Regions from separate parts of the Mus musculus genome. Here region 2 is linked to region 1. Evidence: chromatin contacts called from public Hi-C data. All regions are on one chromosome and are shown on one strand. Each heading gives the region's core, a stretch centred on a gene start, on an enhancer-like site or on the middle of the called end of the contact. The rest is flanking DNA. Distances are from core to core; before and after follow the strand shown.

Evidence for each region. A called contact is a pair of places that touch in the nucleus more often than the background predicts.
Region 2: a Hi-C map of granulocyte-monocyte progenitors shows a contact between it and region 1, with 3 times the contacts expected there. The contact joins the promoter of Mr1 here to the enhancer-like site in region 1. A contact is called at or near these places in 15 of 39 promoter capture datasets (the 3T3-L1 cell line, the C10 cell line, cranial neural crest and 10 more), 17 of 484 Hi-C or Micro-C datasets (B cells, CD4 T cells, CD8 T cells and 7 more), 3 of 115 datasets of contacts at active chromatin or transcription factors (large pre-B cells, memory CD8 T cells and stem cell-derived neural progenitor cells) and 1 of 9 other capture datasets (liver).

What each region holds. Positions count from the first base shown.
Region 1 is chr1:154,792,404-154,797,333 of GRCm38.p6, reverse strand. It overlaps a transcript of Cacna1e not described here. Among named protein-coding and RNA genes, the nearest start is that of Gm51649, 7.9 kb to the right of the region's middle. Within about 2 kb of position 2,768, at least 46 of the 459 cell types and tissues checked have an H3K27ac peak or open chromatin away from gene starts, as enhancers often do. A contact at or near this core is called in B cells, LSK cells, granulocyte-monocyte progenitors and 3 more, where this site is marked.
Region 2 is chr1:155,144,066-155,148,995 of GRCm38.p6, reverse strand. Mr1 (major histocompatibility complex, class I-related) reads left to right here and starts at 2,182. Exons shown (of 6, transcript NM_008209.5): 1 at 2,182-2,364. The coding sequence starts at 2,310.

The DNA of each region.
Region 1 (4,930 bases), core at 1,519-4,018:
TAAGACTAGCTTGGCTGTGACTAGCAATGTGGATAAAGCTGACATATCACTTTTGCTGCTGGGGGGATATCAGGATCTGGTTCCAGACGCTTATCTGTCATGGCAGTTAGAAGAGTTAGAGAGCTGCTTTCAGCCAAGTGGATGCATTGAGAGGAGAAACAGGGAAGACACATCAGTGACCTGGTACTGGGGACATGTTAGTCTTTAGGAAGGTAGCATTGGAGGAGGAGCCCACAAGGGAGGTGAGGAGAGTTGACTGCAGAGGTAGAAGGCAAAGCAGCCAGAACAGTACTGCTTTCAAAAGGAAGGTGTGCTGGGAGCCAAACACCATACCTCAGTAGGGGACAGAGTTAGAAGTCTGGTTAGAGCTGGTCAGTGAGAAATAGCAAATGCTAGAGTCAGTGATGTTAGCCCACCCATACCTGTTCCCAGCACTCACTGCTGCCACCTGCTGGAGACCCCTATGTCTATGACCATTCCAACTCTCTACCCTATCCCCAGAGATTCTCTCTCGGATGGCTTCAGGTGCTTCTGACTCCCATCAAACGCTCCAACCCCAAATACTGGCACTGTCTAAAGCAACAGCTCTCAACCTTAACACTGTGACCTAATACAGTTAGTTCTTCTGGTGTGGTGGACATGAAATTATTTTTGTTGCTATTTTGTAACTGTAATTTTGCTACTGTTATGAACAGGAATGTAAATCTCTGTGATTTCTGATGGACTTAGGCAACCCCCCTCCTGCCCACGAAAGGGGTCACAACCCACAGTTGAGAACCACTGGTTTAGACCTTATATTGCAACATCAAAAATATCTTCTAACTTTCCCTTCCCTTTCCTCTTTTTCCTGCCTCCTTTCCCACTCCATCCCCTCTCTTCCCTCTAGTTCTTTTTACCCAGGACCTTGTTAGGTAGCCCAGGCTGGCCTTGAGTTCTCCATCCTCCTGCCTCTGCCCCTTGAGTATGAGAATTACAGGTATACACCACCCACACGTCATTATGCCCTATCTGCTCTTCCTGATTGCAGTCACCTACTGGGACCCAGTTAGTCCTTTTGTTCCAGGGATACTTTAGCTTCTTCACTGGTATCTTCAGTACCTTCTTCTTCACATGCTAGCAGTTCCGAGTGACACTTGTGTCCTCAGATGTGTCTTGCTGTGTGTGCTGGGCTCTTGGTCCTTTGGTTCTTTGCCCCATTGTATCTCACTTTCATAGTTTCCATCTTTGTCATAACTTCACAGCTCCTCCATTTCAGTTTCAAGCCTCTTGGCATCTGATTGCCATCTCCTCTCCTCTCTTTCTAGTGACCCCCTTTTAGGGCTCAGTTCCTTAGACTCTTCCATTTCTGTCCTAGTTAGGGTTTCATTGCCGTGAAGAGACACCAGGGCCATGACCGAGGCAACTCTTATAAAGGCAAACATATAATTGGGGCTGGCTTACAGTCTCAGAGATTCAGTCCATTATTGTTATGGTGGGAAACATGGCAGCATACAGGCTGACTTGGTGCTCGAGGAGCCAAGAGTTTTTCATCTTGAACTGAAGTCAGCCAGGAGGAAGCTCTTTTCCACATTGGGTGGAGCTTGAGCACTAGGCTCCTTGAAAGCCCACCTATACAGTGGCTCACTTCCTCCAACAAGGCCACACCCACTCCAACAAGGCCACACCTCCTGACAGAGCCATTTCCCATGAGGCCAAGCATATTTGAACTACCACAGTCTCACTGCATCTGCATCAAAACTTTTTTGCTACCCTCATGAATCAGGGGTTAGCCAAGGTAGAGGATGCTTGATGCTTCCCACGTTGGTGTCTAGTCTAGCTGGTTAGGGTTGGTCCGTGTTCACTGAAGCGTCACCATCACCACGATCCCTCCCTAGGATTCGGCCTCCACTGTGTTGCTCCTTTGTTGCTTCAACAGGCTGGTCTCCCAGATCTCCAACTCCGCCTTTATCCTACTTGGCATGTCCACATGCGCTCACATATCTGAACATTTCTATGAAAACCCCTACCAGCCATACTGACTGTGGTCAGAAACACAACTACCGCCTCAAGTCACTCTTTCAATTTGCTCAGAAGTCTTTTTTTTTTCTTTTCGAGACAGTGTTTCTCTGTATAGCCTTGGCTGTCCTGGAGCTCACTTTGTAGACCAGGCTGGCCTCGAACTCAGAAATCCGCCTGCCTCTGCCTCCTGAGTGCTGGGATTAAAGGTATATGCCACCACTCCCGGCAAACGTCTTATTACATTGTACTTCCATATTCATTATCGCACTCTTGGGGGTAACATTTCGTTCTCAAACCCCACCATCTCCTTCAGCCCACCCGAGCTCATGCCTGGAGCTGCCTTCCTTCTTCACTGGGAAAACAGCAGTCACCAGAGGGGCATGTGTGACTCCCTTCTACAGCTCACCTCTGCATCTGCCCCAGAACCAGCTTTTTCCTTCTGTTACTGGGGCCTGACTGTTCCTCAAGATTCTTGGGGGAGTCTCATGCCTGGGTAGAGGAAGTCGAGTCCTCTTGTCTACTTCCTGTTTCCCATGCGTGTTCTCACTAGTTCCTTTTGAAGTCATTTCAACGTGACCTTCATCCTGTTCCTGGGTTACCTTGGTTCCCCCATTGACAATTTGATAGATGGTCTTCTGTGCCCATTTTGAGGGATGTCTAGCAGCAGGCGTGGTGGCCGTAATATTTTACTGCTGCCTCTTCCTGCCCCACCCCCGATGGTTGTTGTGAAACCACAATGATTCTCCACTTCCTCGCTGCTGCCCACCACCTCTCTTCCTGGTTCCCTTCCCCTTTCCCTGAGCAGTAGCTCTCTAGCGTCTGTTCTCTTCCCAGCACTGTTTATTTCCTAGCGCTCTCACTCAACTCCAGCCAGCGAGATGCCATCACATGTTGGTAACTCACACCTTTGTATCTCCATGGCATTTTCCCTTAATTTTAGACACACCCTACTCACCTCTTAGCGCCTTCAATTGTGTGTCCTTAGGCATCTTTAGCTTAACACTTCTAACACACAAAAAAAGTGTTTTTCTCTCAGGTCAACCTTTCCTGCTGCTTTCCTTTTCTCAGTAAATGGTACCTATGATCTGTTGGGTACTCTGATACAGGCACCTGTGACCTGTTGGGGACTGTGGTACCTATGACCTGTTGGGTATTGTGGCACCTATGACCTGTTGGGTACTGTGGTACCTATGACCTGTTAGGGACTATGGCACCTATGACCTGTTGGGTACTGTGGTACCTAAGACCAGTTAGGGACTGTGGTACCTATGACCTGTTGGGTATTGTGGCACCTATGACCTGTTGGGTACTGTGGTACCTATGACCTGTTAGGGACTATGGCACCTATGACCTGTTGGGGACTATGGTACCTATGACCAGTTAGGGACTGTTATACCTATGACCTGTTGGATATTGTGGTACCTGTGACCTGTTGGGTACTGTGGTACCTAAGACCAGTTAGGGACTGTGGTACCTATGACCTGTTGGGTATTGTGGCACCTATGACCTGTTGGGGACTGTGGTACCTATGACCAGTTAGGGACTATGGTACCTATGACCTGTTGGGTACTATGGCCAGAGATGTTGAAGCCACTTCCTTTTTCACACCAACACCTGGCTCTTGCCAGTCCCCCTTGGCTCTCCTTTTAAAAATGTATCTGCTCACCTTTATCTGCTCTGCCATGAGCTCCTGGCTCCAAGACACATTTTATTTCTGTTCAAGGACAGGTATATGTGTTTGTGTGTATATGTGTGTTTTTATGTGTGCATGTGTATGTTTGTGTGTATATATGTGTGTTTATATGTGTATGTGTGTGTTTGTGTGTCTCTGTGTATGTATGTGTATGTACTTGTGTATGTGTATACATATGTACGTGTTTGTGTGTGTATGTGTATATGCATAACCTCCGCTGTTGTAAATTTAATATTAAATGTATCACAATTACAACTTTTTCATCAGTGAAATAATAAGGTTGCTGATAACAAAATAAATAAGTAAATAAGTAAATAAAGGGACGCTCGTGGTTGTTACTAGGTACCTGGCACTCTTCTTCTGAATGTGAGTTTATTTACTCTTGTGTCAGTTGGACAAACCTGTCCTTGCTATTCTGTCATCTTGTGCCATTGTGATAAAACCCCTGAGAGACATCACCTTACAGGATGAAGCTCAGGTTTTTAATTTACCTTAGGTTTCAGAGGTTTTAGTCTGTGGTCTCTAGGTCTAGTTGCTTCTAGGCCTGCTGTGGGCCTACACATCCTGGTGGAGGCTCATGGCAGAGTCAATCACTCCCTGGTGGTCAAGAAGCAAAGAGAAAAAGCTCATGTTTGTGACATAGGCCCCTCTCCACAAAACAATTACACTAGGAATCTAGGAATGGACTGATTCATTGTGAGATCAGAGCTGTCAAGATCCAGTGTCCACCTAAAGCCGTGCCTCTGAACACTGCTACACTTGGGACCAAGCCCTCAATGTGAGAACCTTTGGGGGTGGGGCACAGAAAGTCATAAGAACTGTTATTTCTGCTTTTACAGTTGGGGCACAAAGCATGCAAGTACTTTGTTCAAAGGGCCTTGGCCCGGTCACCTCTTAGCCAGCCTTCCTATTCCCATTCCTAGTTGCTAGAACTTTTTCCCTCTGAGATAGCTAAGCATCCCCTACCCTCTCTCTTTAGATTTAAAAAAGGAGTTGGGAAGACAGGCATGGAGTTTCTGTGAGAGTCTGCAGCCATGTGTTAGAGCAGCCCTCAGCTCAGAACCCTATGGTGACTTCCTGTCTCATATACAACAGTCCTTTCTGTGACTTGTGGGGACCTGCATAATCTCTTTCCTGCTTGCAACCCTTGCTCTCTGTCTTCCCCAGAGGAGACATGGCTCTAACCCTCTGTCCCAGTCACCCCGCCCTCTGCGATAGCTACTTCCGGTCCTTGATATT
Region 2 (4,930 bases), core at 933-3,432, 350 kb before region 1:
ATGAATTTGAAATAGAGCAGAAAGGGATATATGGGAGAGTTTGGAGAGAGGAAAGGGAAGGGAGGAATTATGTCATCAATTTATAATCTCAAAAATGTAATGAGGGAAAAAATAGAAGTACTTGTAAAGTTATACCATTAATATGTATATCTGTTTTGGCAAATATACATTTGAGAAATAATTTACAAAATAGGATTAGAACATGAAACCCCTTTTAAAAAAGAGAACCTCAAGCCAGGCATGGTGGCGCACGCCTTTAATCCCAGCTCTTGGGAGGCAGAGGCAGGCAGATTTCTGAGTTCGAGGCCAGCCTGGTCTACAAAGTGAGTTCCAGGACAGCCAGGGCTATACAGAGAAACCCTGTCTCGAAAAAAACAAAAACAAAAAGAGAGAGAGAGAGAGAACCTCACATACATATACCTACATGCATATCCACAATAAAATCACCAAAGAAGCATATACTAAAATATATCAGGAATGGTGTCCTCTGCCTTCCTACCTTTCACTAGCTTGCAATTAGATAAAGCGATTTTAAGCTACCCACACTTTTCATGTTTCCTTTTTAAGAGTACAGCATGAAATCTGGGGAACAAGCTATTAACAGGAAAAAAAAATCCAAAAACCCAAAGGAGCAAATACATTGGCACAGCGTGCAAGCATCATGGAGCAGCAACAGGGGTCTCTGTGAGGGGCACATGGATACCTATATTTGCTAGATGAATAGCCAAGGGAAAAAACAAAAGAGGAAGGAAAGGAAAAAAGAGATGCAAGCATCTGAAAAGAGGCCATCAAATAATTTCTTTTAGCTTTTTGTGGGGAAAGGAAGACATGCCTACGTTTTCCACTCTCATAGAAAGCAAAAATTAGGTGGCTGCAAACAATATATATTTTCTCTCCAATCATTTAGGAGGCCACAGTTCTGAAGACAGGTCTTATGGTGAAAAAACAAAACAAGACTAAACAAAACACCACCAACAACAAAAACAAAACAAACAAACAAACAAAAACCCAGCTTTTGACACATGCATTCTTTCTAGAGGTTCTGGGGTATGGTCTGTAACCTTCTCATTCCAGGTCCAGGGGCCTCCTGCACTCCTTAGCTCATGCCCTCTTCAGTAATGCATCTGCTGTCACAGACCCTTCCCAGATTCTGACCCTCTGCCTTCCTGAAATAGGGACCCTCGTGATTAGATTGGTTCTGCCAGGTCCAGGATCATCTCTCCATCTCTGCGTCTTTAAATCAACGGGACCTGCAAAGTCCCTTATGCCATATAAAGTGTGTTGTATTCACGGGTTCTGAGCTTTTAGAGTGGGCCATCACTCAACTCACCTCTGAAGGAAACCAGGGGTTTGATTCTCCTATCCCCTCTTCCTGCGTAATAAACAACCTCACTGAGTCAACAGTCCTGTGGAATACACAGATTTCTTTTAAAGGGGAAGCTGTCCAGCCATGGTGCAGTCTGTGATTCTGCCCCATGTCAAAGAGATTTGACCATGTCAAATCAAGCATGGTGCCTGACCCCAAGCCAAAGCCTGCCTTTTCCCCATTCTTCTCTCTATCCTGTACTTCCTCTTTCCTGTCTAGACCTGTTCCCCAGCTCCCTGAACAGCCTCAGCTGCTGTTTCCTAACTTGTCATGTGCTTCTAACAACAATGTGACCATAGGTTGGAGATTGCTTTCCTTGAAAGATGAGTGGCGACCCCTCAGAGTCTCCCATAGGCCTTTTCTTTTCATGATTCAACAGGGATGTTTGGGGTCTATTGTTCTAGGTAAAAAAAAAAAATACAGGAAAGACAGATATAAATAAAAAAATTACAGGGCATTCTAAATGGTACATGCTATCTGAGACGGATGGGAAAATCATACTGAGCAGGGAGTTCCAAATCTTAGAACCCAGGGTGCAATTTCCTTTGTCCCTTGGTTAAAAATCTAAACTCCAAGAAAGAACCAAAGGCAATAAATTACCCATGTCATTAATTTTTGCTTCCCTATACCTTTCATGTAATTGAGCTACAGTTGGGAACTGGATGAAGAGAAGACAGGAGCAAGCTGAGTCTGAAACCCACAAGGGGTTAATGTTTATTGCTTTCATTTTTGTAAGTCTCTATTCTACCTAGCAACTAATGACACCAGATATATTTACCAGTTCTTACTGGAGAATGCTTCCCCCTGTCCCACCCCACAGTGCTCAGTTACCAAGTGTAAGTAAGTCGGTAGAGTACAAGTTCTCAAAAGATTCATCAGGGGTCTGTCACTGTCTGAGGTTAAAAAAAAAAATCGGAAAAGCAAAGGACTTCAGCACGGGTTGATGATGCTCCTGTTACCTCTGCTCGCTGTATTCTTGGTGAAGCGAAGCCATACTCGTAAGTATCCTGAGTGCTCTTTGCTTCCAAATGCAATGCTGAAGCATAACGACGGCTTTGCTTTCTAAACTTGTGGTGCAAACTATAAAAAAGCCAGAGACAAACCCACAGGTCCTTTGTACCCAAGACTTGAAGGGTGATGGACCAACTGGCCTGCTGTTCAGATGTGTGTGCATGGATGCCAGCCTGCCCAGAAAGACTGCCTCACTTTTCCTCTGAGAGCTATGTCCCCACTTTTCTGCTATACCCTTACTTTCCCTTCTGTTTCTCTTCTTTTCTTTTCTAACAATGAACCTGCGTGTAGGGAGAGTTTCAGGGGAGTTGAACCACCCAATCTGTCCATCGTTCAGGCCAATAGATAATTTTTCCTCCTCAGGACAAGGACATCCTGTAACAAAAGATGCATGAAAGATAAAGCCATGGCTCTGAGCTCGTTTACTAGGTGTAGGAAATATTCATGGATTTAAAACAAAGTTCTGGGGCTGGAGAGATGTCTCAGCGGTTAAGAGCAATGGCTGTTCTTCCAGAGTGCACCAGTTCAATTCCTGGAACCCACGGGGCAGCTCACAACTGTCTGTAATTCCAGTTCCAGGGGATCTGACATCTTCACATAGACATCCATGCAGGCAAAACACCAGAGTACGTAAAAATAAGTGAAAATTAGAATAAACATCGTAGTTTAGGGAGCTTGTGTCTCTAAGGGATCAAGAGCCCTGTGTTGCCACCAACACAGGAGAGTCCGTGTGACAGGAAGTGCTAGCCTTCTCTACCCTAAGCAACTGCTTTCCAGCTGGCTGTTAGTGCTTTTAAAGGTTCACAGGAGAATTGCAGAACTCCGATCAGGCCACCCAAGCTGCTGACTAATGTTCATGCCAGGAAGGAACTCTTTCAAATCGTGTCTGTGTTAGTTCTACAAGTATTGATTGATAGCTTGCTACGTGTCAGCTGATTGGAGGAATGTAACAACTGGATATGGATATGGTGATGCAAACTTACAGTCCTAGCTACTCTAAAGGCTTAGGGGGGAATGGTGAGTTTGAGGCCAGTTTGAGTGTCGAAAGAAAGAAAGAGATCGAGAAAGAGAGGAAGGGAAGGAGGGAGGGAGGGAAGGAGGGAGGGAGGGAGGAAGGGAGGAAGGAAGGAAGGAAGGAAGGAAGGAAGGAAGGAAGGAAGGAAGGAAGGAAGGAAGGAAGGAAGGAAGGAAGGAAGAGAGAACAATAAAGATCAGGTTAGATGTTTCTCTGGCTTACGGAGATTGCAGAACCCTCTGGCACAGTGATCACAAGTGAACACAGGTCTTCTGCCTTTAGCCCAGGCCTTTCTGTGATACTGCTGAACTTCCGAGTACCCCGTACATAGATAATTTGTGGGTAGTTATAGGATGGGGTGCTGCACTATGCTGGTTGTTTTCCTCTGACTCTTAGATGTGTTCCTGCTGTGTTGCTTTGTGTTCTAGAAGCCGAGGGCTACAGACTGCATCACCCAGTCCTAGCTTCTGTGTTGGTTCACTTGGTAGGAAATGCTAGGAAAAGAGAAGAGAACAAGGAGAAAAGAGAGATTGAAGTTTGCTTTTCTTGCCTCCTTCCTTCTTTCTAGAAGTCTCTGGCAGTAGCTATCTGTAGCTCTCTGCAGTGTAGGTTGTTTTTCCTTTTGTCTGAAAATCCCTCTTCTTTAGAGTTTTAGCTTCCGCTGGGCTTTAGCAATTCTTATTAGCTGCCCATTTCCCTGTAATCTTAGGGGTGAACATGGTTTATTATAGTTACTTCCTTATGGTCTCTCCATGGGACCTTTTTGGTAAGGGTTGTTTCCTCCCATGGTTCTCACTAAATGAACTTTGAGGAAAATGACAGGGAAGGGATTTCAGATTTATGGGAAATAACTAAAGGCCTACATGATGTTTGTCTCCAGTGTTACCCATAAATAGATACTTTTGCACCATAGGTGGATAGCAGACACGGGGAAGAGAAACCAGAGTGTTTGAGACGTAACTCCAGGAAATGTTAAGATAATTCTCACATTACGTCCAGCACGTCGCTCTCAGCAGCAGCATAGCCCACGGGTGATTGTGTCTGTTCCTTCCTTTGAGTTCCCACGTTTCCTCTTCATGGTTTCTCATTTCCCAAAATCTTCCCTTAGCTGCTCTTTTCACTGGTGGGAAGAGACAGCTCCATTTTCCTCTTGGTTTTGTGACCTTGTTCCCAACAGACACTTCAATGCTTCCTAAAAGACTTTATGTGTCAAAGTAATGTTCCTAAGACATTGAAGTCACCTGACTAGGAAGTATAGCAAGCTTGGACAACAATAATGAATTCAAATGTCAAACTCTGATCTACTGTAGTTGCAGAACTGATGTAAAAATTGGTGCTTTGTGCTCCTTGCTCTTCATTTCAGCTGGTGTGAAGCTGAAGTGATGCTGCATGTCTCTGTAACATGGGACATCCTACATGAGATTTCCCTTGCATAGCTCTATATACTTTGTGTGTTTCATCTTGATATAGTTAAAGTTAGTCTCTTGATGTTATTCATAATTTAATAGATGAGTCAGCCCGCTACATCAATCTACTTT